2 separate regions of the Danio rerio genome follow, and region 1 is linked to region 2. Evidence: chromatin contacts called from public HiChIP or PLAC-seq data. All regions are on one chromosome and are shown on one strand. The core of a region is the stretch at or near the end of the contact, and the rest is flanking DNA. Distances in the headings are between cores, read along the strand shown. Region 1 holds the start of atad5a (ATPase family AAA domain containing 5a). Region 2 holds the start of atp2a1 (ATPase sarcoplasmic/endoplasmic reticulum Ca2+ transporting 1).

Region 1 (3,148 bases), core at 446-2,945, 100 kb after region 2:
ATTATATCAAAATTATACATGGATCAAAATAGTTTTTAATATGATGACAATTTATTCTGAGATTAATTATTTCTGAGCCGCAGCCGTCACATACACACATAGGGGAAAAAGACAGTGACTGTGTTTACATAGACATCAGTAATCAAATTTTTTGACAAATTATTAAATGGTGGACTTTAAACGCATATATATATATATATATATATATATATATGCATATATATATATATATATATGCATATATATATATATATATATGCATATATATATATATATATATATGCATATATATATATATATATATATATGCATATATATATATATATGCATATATATATATATATATATATATATATATGCATATATATATATATATATATATATATATGCATATATATATATATATATATATATATGCATATATATATATATATATATATATATGCATATATATATATATATATATATATATATATATATATATATATATATATATATATATATATGCATATATATATATATATATGCATATATATATATATATATATGCATATATATATATATATATATATATATATGCATATATATATATATATATATATATATATATGCATATATATATATATATATATATATATATATATATAATGGCATGCAAGTATTTTTATGTTTGATGATTCTTTATATATATATATATATATATATATATATATATATATATATATATATATATATATATATATATATAAAAATAATTTCACAGAAAACTTAATTTTTTCGTAAACCGGTACATTAATACGCTACTTGACTTAAATGCGTGATGATTTCTGGTGTTCATTTATACATAGTAATTGTTAATGCTATATTGCTTTATACTATATGCTATAAATAAAAGACATAATAATAATAATAACAGTTGAATATACAAATAAACAAAATATCAACAAATAAAACCATTTACACTACCAGAATTTGCCCAGTTCCCGAAGAGACTAAGCCACAAGTTCTGACAGACGTTAAATAAATTTTATTGTTATTACAAACATTTGAACTTTTAATCGATTTACAAAACCTGGAGTAACTTAAAACATAACACGGCACGGACAAAGCGGTTAGCGTCAATGCTAGTCACAACTCTGCCCTATTTGCCTACATTTTGAGTTAAAATACAACTAATATAATGATTAAATTTCAAACATTAAAATTAAGGCGAAATGCAAATAAATACCTTGGGCTTTAGGTTAATCTCGTTCAGGCATTCGTTGTTTCTTTTGTAGATGTTGGGAAAGGGAAAAGGCCTTTAAAGCCTGCTGCAAACATTGTTTCGGCTAGTCTTTCAAAATAAAGGTACCGACCTCTTGTTTTATATATTATCACCGTCCTTTAATCGTTGTATTTAATGACCTGTGTGTATATCCTACTATTGAGTAAGATAGTAATATAAGATTTGTTTTAAAATAATCAAATATTTTGTCATGATAAACGAATCGTTTAAATCTTGGGGCACGTGAGTGAGGATATAAGAAATAGTTTTCCCTATGGTCGAACTTAATTGCAGTTAACAGGACAGAATAACTCCTTTAAGAGAAATTACACCGAGAAAGACTTGTTTGCTCTCTAGATATAAATTCATAAGGATGATACTATTTTGAAATTCGACAATGCGCTTTTTCCTGTTTCAGACTGCATGACGACAGTCACTGTGATTGGCCGAACCGGCGCGGCGAAAGACGTCCATGGTGTTTGGCGCCATTTGTCGAAAACAATTCAACTACCCCAAAACCTACATTATAACAGAAAATGGGGTCTTAATATTAGGTTCAAGCGCACTTCAGATTTTTAAAGTAATTTTCCACGCGGAGCGGGTTTGTGGGTTGGTTCTTACAACGCGTTATGCTTGTTTTCGCCGGGAAGTATATCGTTGTTTGGTAAATGTGTCGATAGATAGGCTTTGTGTTTACTCGGAGTCGTTGCTGGATTCATATTTATGCACTCTTCACTGTAATTCATGGATTATGTATCAGCAGATCCCCGAGGGAAATAAAACAACAGGTGAGTGTCTGCAATTTAAATACATTTCTTCAAACACACTTTGACTAACTTACACTTTTACCAGCGTTATGCTAACATATTAAGCAACATTCACCCAAACTGTTACAGTAGCTGTTTATGAATTATAACATTTATAATAACATTTTAAATCTTTCATGACACTTTTGTTTGGCGTGCTCGCGTTTAACCTCTTTTAAAATCCTTCTTAAATGCAGATCTTTAGTTTTAGGGTGAAAGATGGCTGGGGTTGTTGCATTGCCAGCTGTCATGGAGGATTTCGAGGGTCAGGTATGTGTCTTATTAATAATGTGTAACTGTTAATCTGTTATGGCTGTGTTTTAGTTATATAATCAGAAAAGTGTAATATTTATATTAAATTAAAATTGTTGCTTTTCCAGCCGTGCAAAAAAATGAGAAAGGATGGCGATGCACCATCTGTCAGAACTATCACTAACTACTTTGCACCCAAGATAGTGGAGAAACCGTTCTCACCGCCTCGATCCAACAACATCATGGACTTCTTCAAGAAGACCTCGCCTGCACCAGAAATAAAAAACTGCTCTCTGAAAGCTAAAGAAAACTCGCCGCATTCTTCAGAGCAAGTAAGTCAAGAAGTCTCAGGGAAACCTGTTCGAGGACGAGGGCAGAAGCGCACCAGGAAGACTAAAGACAAGAAGAAATCTAAAGAGGAGGATGCACAGGTGGTCACAGATGATGTTGTGCTTATTGAGAGTCCCGGTGATTCAAAGGAAAGTGAAACTGCTGGACTTCCAGATAGAACTTGTCCTGATATGAAAGAATCCAACTTGAGGAAAAATGCCACAGAGGATGATTCAAGTACTCTGACTGTTAATAAGTCTGTGGAAACTTCTGAACAGAAACCGTTGTTAAAAAAAGATGGTGGGAACAAAAAATCTGCCTTGAGGAGAAACCGTAAGGCAAAAGGTGACTGTGAAGAGAGTAAGGAATGTGTTGGTGATGCTCAAGAGCCGGTGTGTGGTGCTAAACCTGAGCAGTGTGCCGAAAAGAAAAGCAACACCGTCACCATCTCATTTTTAGATTTTATGCACAATCAAAGTCATGAGGAGGAGGAGAG
Region 2 (2,945 bases), core at 319-2,818:
TGAAAGTAAATGCGGATGGATGAAAACATTATCAGAAAATGTGATCCAGGAATTAAATGTTCCTGCTGTTGGAAACTACAAGCCCAAACGATCCAAAAGGTCAAAGGGCAAAGCAGCAGCTGAAGCCCTTCGTGTAGGCATGAACAGCAGCTTACCCATCTGATGGACTTATAATGTGTTTATATGTGCGCCAAAACCCACGATACACCATTTATTACTAGAATTATTAAAAGCGATCATGTTATGTTAGTCTGAAGGAAGAAGTCATGAAGTCTGAAGTTTATTTGACATAATAATGACATAATCCTCCCTCTAAAGCAAGTTATCAGTCCTCCTCTCACACAATAAGCAACTGAAGATTTGTATTACACACTAAAGAGGAGAAAAACATACATATATCGAATATATACATCCTGTTTTCCTACTTTATCAATTGTTTAATGTTCCTTAACTCAATTTTTTTTCAGCTCAAAGAACTTAATTTGAAATGAACATTGCTAAAAAGTGAACAGGAATTTAATAGACAAAAATCACATGCAGGTTTTTTCCTGTCTCTGATTTGCTTTAGCGAAAAATCTCTGACCAGTCATTCATCTCTGTCGAGTCATCCAAACAATCTGTCAACACTATAAAAGATCTATAAACTTGGGGACATTCAGACTCTAATAATCTCTCCATTTCGATCTTAACAGCCCTTTCTTTGCCTCTTTCTTTCCGCACTCTTGCAATGAATCCCTCCTCAGTCTGTTTTACAGCACATTTGCCATGTCTGAAATACTGTTTTACCCTCACACACTGAGTTTTTTTCCACTGCAGTTCATCCCAGGTGCTAATCCTCTCTAAGGATGGTGACCTGACAGTCTTCGTATACGTTTAAACATGCCTCCACATTAGACATTTTAATCCTGCACCACATAATTATGACAGAGTCCTGTACATGTTTAATCCCCACAAAAAGCCAAGCCCTCGGTCATCCTTTACTGCATATTAACATCCCAAAACCATTTGAGCTGTCACTCATGCTAACACCACAATTCCCCATTCACCGTCTCCATCCTACTGTTGCTGCGTGTTCCAAAAACAGACCCCAATTTCAACCCCACTTTCAAGGCTGCTCACCCCCACTCCAGTTGTCGCCCAATTGCTCCAATCACATCCCTTCATCCCTCTTCCAAAGGCCTTGCCCCTTCCCTACCATATTTGTCTGGTCTCGGCCAATAGGGGGCCTCCGCTGGGTGTGCCCTGGCCGATGGTGAGCCTGGTGTCTTTATAAAACTCTACGGAGATGGGTGGAAGTTCGCACTTTCTGTCAGCCCTGCGCTCCAGAGGGAGGAGAGGAGAAAGAGAAAGAGAGAGGGGAGAGAGTATTAAGGGGCCATCTGTTTTGTCCCTATCCTTCACTTTTAAAAAAGTGTTGGTGCGTACCCTCAAACTTCTCATTTAAAGCAAAATATAACGACTGGATATGTTAGCTTAGTACTTGGATTTGTCTGCATTTCTCTGAGAGGGAAAGTAACTCATCCTTTTTTTGTGTTGTTTTATTGAAGTCTCCCCTTTGAGCAGACAGGATGGAGAACGCACACACCAAGGAGACACCAGAATGCCTGGCCTACTTCGGCGTGAGCGAGTCCACAGGCCTCACACCAGAACAGGTCAAGAAGAACCAAGCCAAGTACGGATTCAACGGTGAGGAAAGCATGGGCAAACTGACGGAGCCATCTGAAAGAATATGAATGGATGGATGGTTGATCACTGTAAAACAATGTTGGGATGAATTTGACAGAACAAGCTATTTTAGAGGTGTCAAGAACTTTAGTATTTTAAATGTTTTTGTAAAACATGTAGATGTTAGTTGTAATTAATTAATTAAACTATAATATTAATAATATCTACTTAAAATTGAGACTGAATAAATCCCCAAAGTGCTTTTTTGGTAGATTTTTAGGTAGCTCTAAAGGTGTGGTTCACCATCAAAATAAAAATGTACTCACTATTTACTTGCCTTCAAGTGCTTCCAAACCTTTAAGAGTTTCTGTTAAACACAAAAGAAGATATTCAATTTTAAAAAGTTGTAAAAAACCCTCTAATCATTGACTTACATACTAGAAAAAACAGTTAGTGGTTAGAGGTTTTCAGCTTTCTTTTTATGTTAAACAGAAGAAACTGAAACTGTTTTTGGAACAAGTGAAGGGTGAGTAAATGATGACAGAATGTTTATTTTTGGGTGAACTATCCCTTTAAAGACAAAATAGGCCAGAAAAGATGCGCTGCCCATGTTGAATAATAACGTTAGGTTGCAAAAGCAAGATTGAAAGGTGTAAGAGGTAAGAGAGATCACTTCTGAAAAAGAAGCAAGAAAGTGACAGCTAAACACAGGGGCCATTTTGAGCCTTGAACAGAAGGTCAAACAGGACGAATGACTAGATTATTAGCAAAGCAGTCTTATGTGTGAGCTCAGCTCATGTCAGAAAGAACAGTATGAATGCCTAATTTAATACACTAGGTTATGTTGGTTGTTGATGTGAAAGGTACCGACTGCGAACTCTAATGGTTCTGTTTCTAATCTCCTCCCCTCCATTCATCTTCTCAATTGGACCAAACCGACCAATCACAGAGCTGCCAGCTGAAGAAGGTAAAACTTTATAGACTTTGAACTATCAGCATGTTGTATTTTATGCATACTGAAAGTGAATTCCTTTTAAAAACATGCCTTTTTATGTATGTTTTAAGTCAACCTGTGTCAAGATTGACTATATAAATAATTCAACCACTACATTCTTCCTTAGGTAAGAGCATCTGGGAGCTGGTGGTGGAGCAGTTTGAAGATCTGTTGGTCAGGATTCTGCTTTTGGCCGCCTGCATCTCTTTTGTAAGTAAACAGAAACCACATAACCACACAATGTAGTCCAAACCATTCAGAAACCTTAGTGGGCTTTTGTGGTTGA

What was found. HiChIP or PLAC-seq counts read pairs in DNA pulled down with a chosen protein or histone mark.
Region 1: an H3K4me3 HiChIP or PLAC-seq map of gastrula embryo shows a contact between it and region 2, with 2.6 times the contacts expected there. The contact joins the promoter of atad5a here to the promoter of atp2a1 in region 2. A contact is called at or near these places in 1 of 18 Hi-C or Micro-C datasets (caudal fin) and 3 of 4 datasets of contacts at active chromatin or transcription factors (caudal fin, embryo and gastrula embryo).

What each region holds. Positions count from the first base shown.
Region 1 is chr3:24,979,552-24,982,699 of GRCz12tu, forward strand. It overlaps atad5a (ATPase family AAA domain containing 5a), which reads left to right and starts at 1,696. Exons shown (of 23, transcript XM_003198109.6): 1 at 1,696-2,052; 2 at 2,268-2,340; 3 at 2,451-3,148. The coding sequence starts at 2,290. ppp4ca (protein phosphatase 4, catalytic subunit a) reads right to left here and starts at 1,325. Exons shown (of 9, transcript NM_001110414.1): 1 at 1,229-1,325.
Region 2 is chr3:24,880,036-24,882,980 of GRCz12tu, forward strand. atp2a1 (ATPase sarcoplasmic/endoplasmic reticulum Ca2+ transporting 1) reads left to right here and starts at 1,569. Exons shown (of 22, transcript NM_001007029.1): 1 at 1,569-1,686; 2 at 2,615-2,632; 3 at 2,787-2,869. The coding sequence starts at 1,569.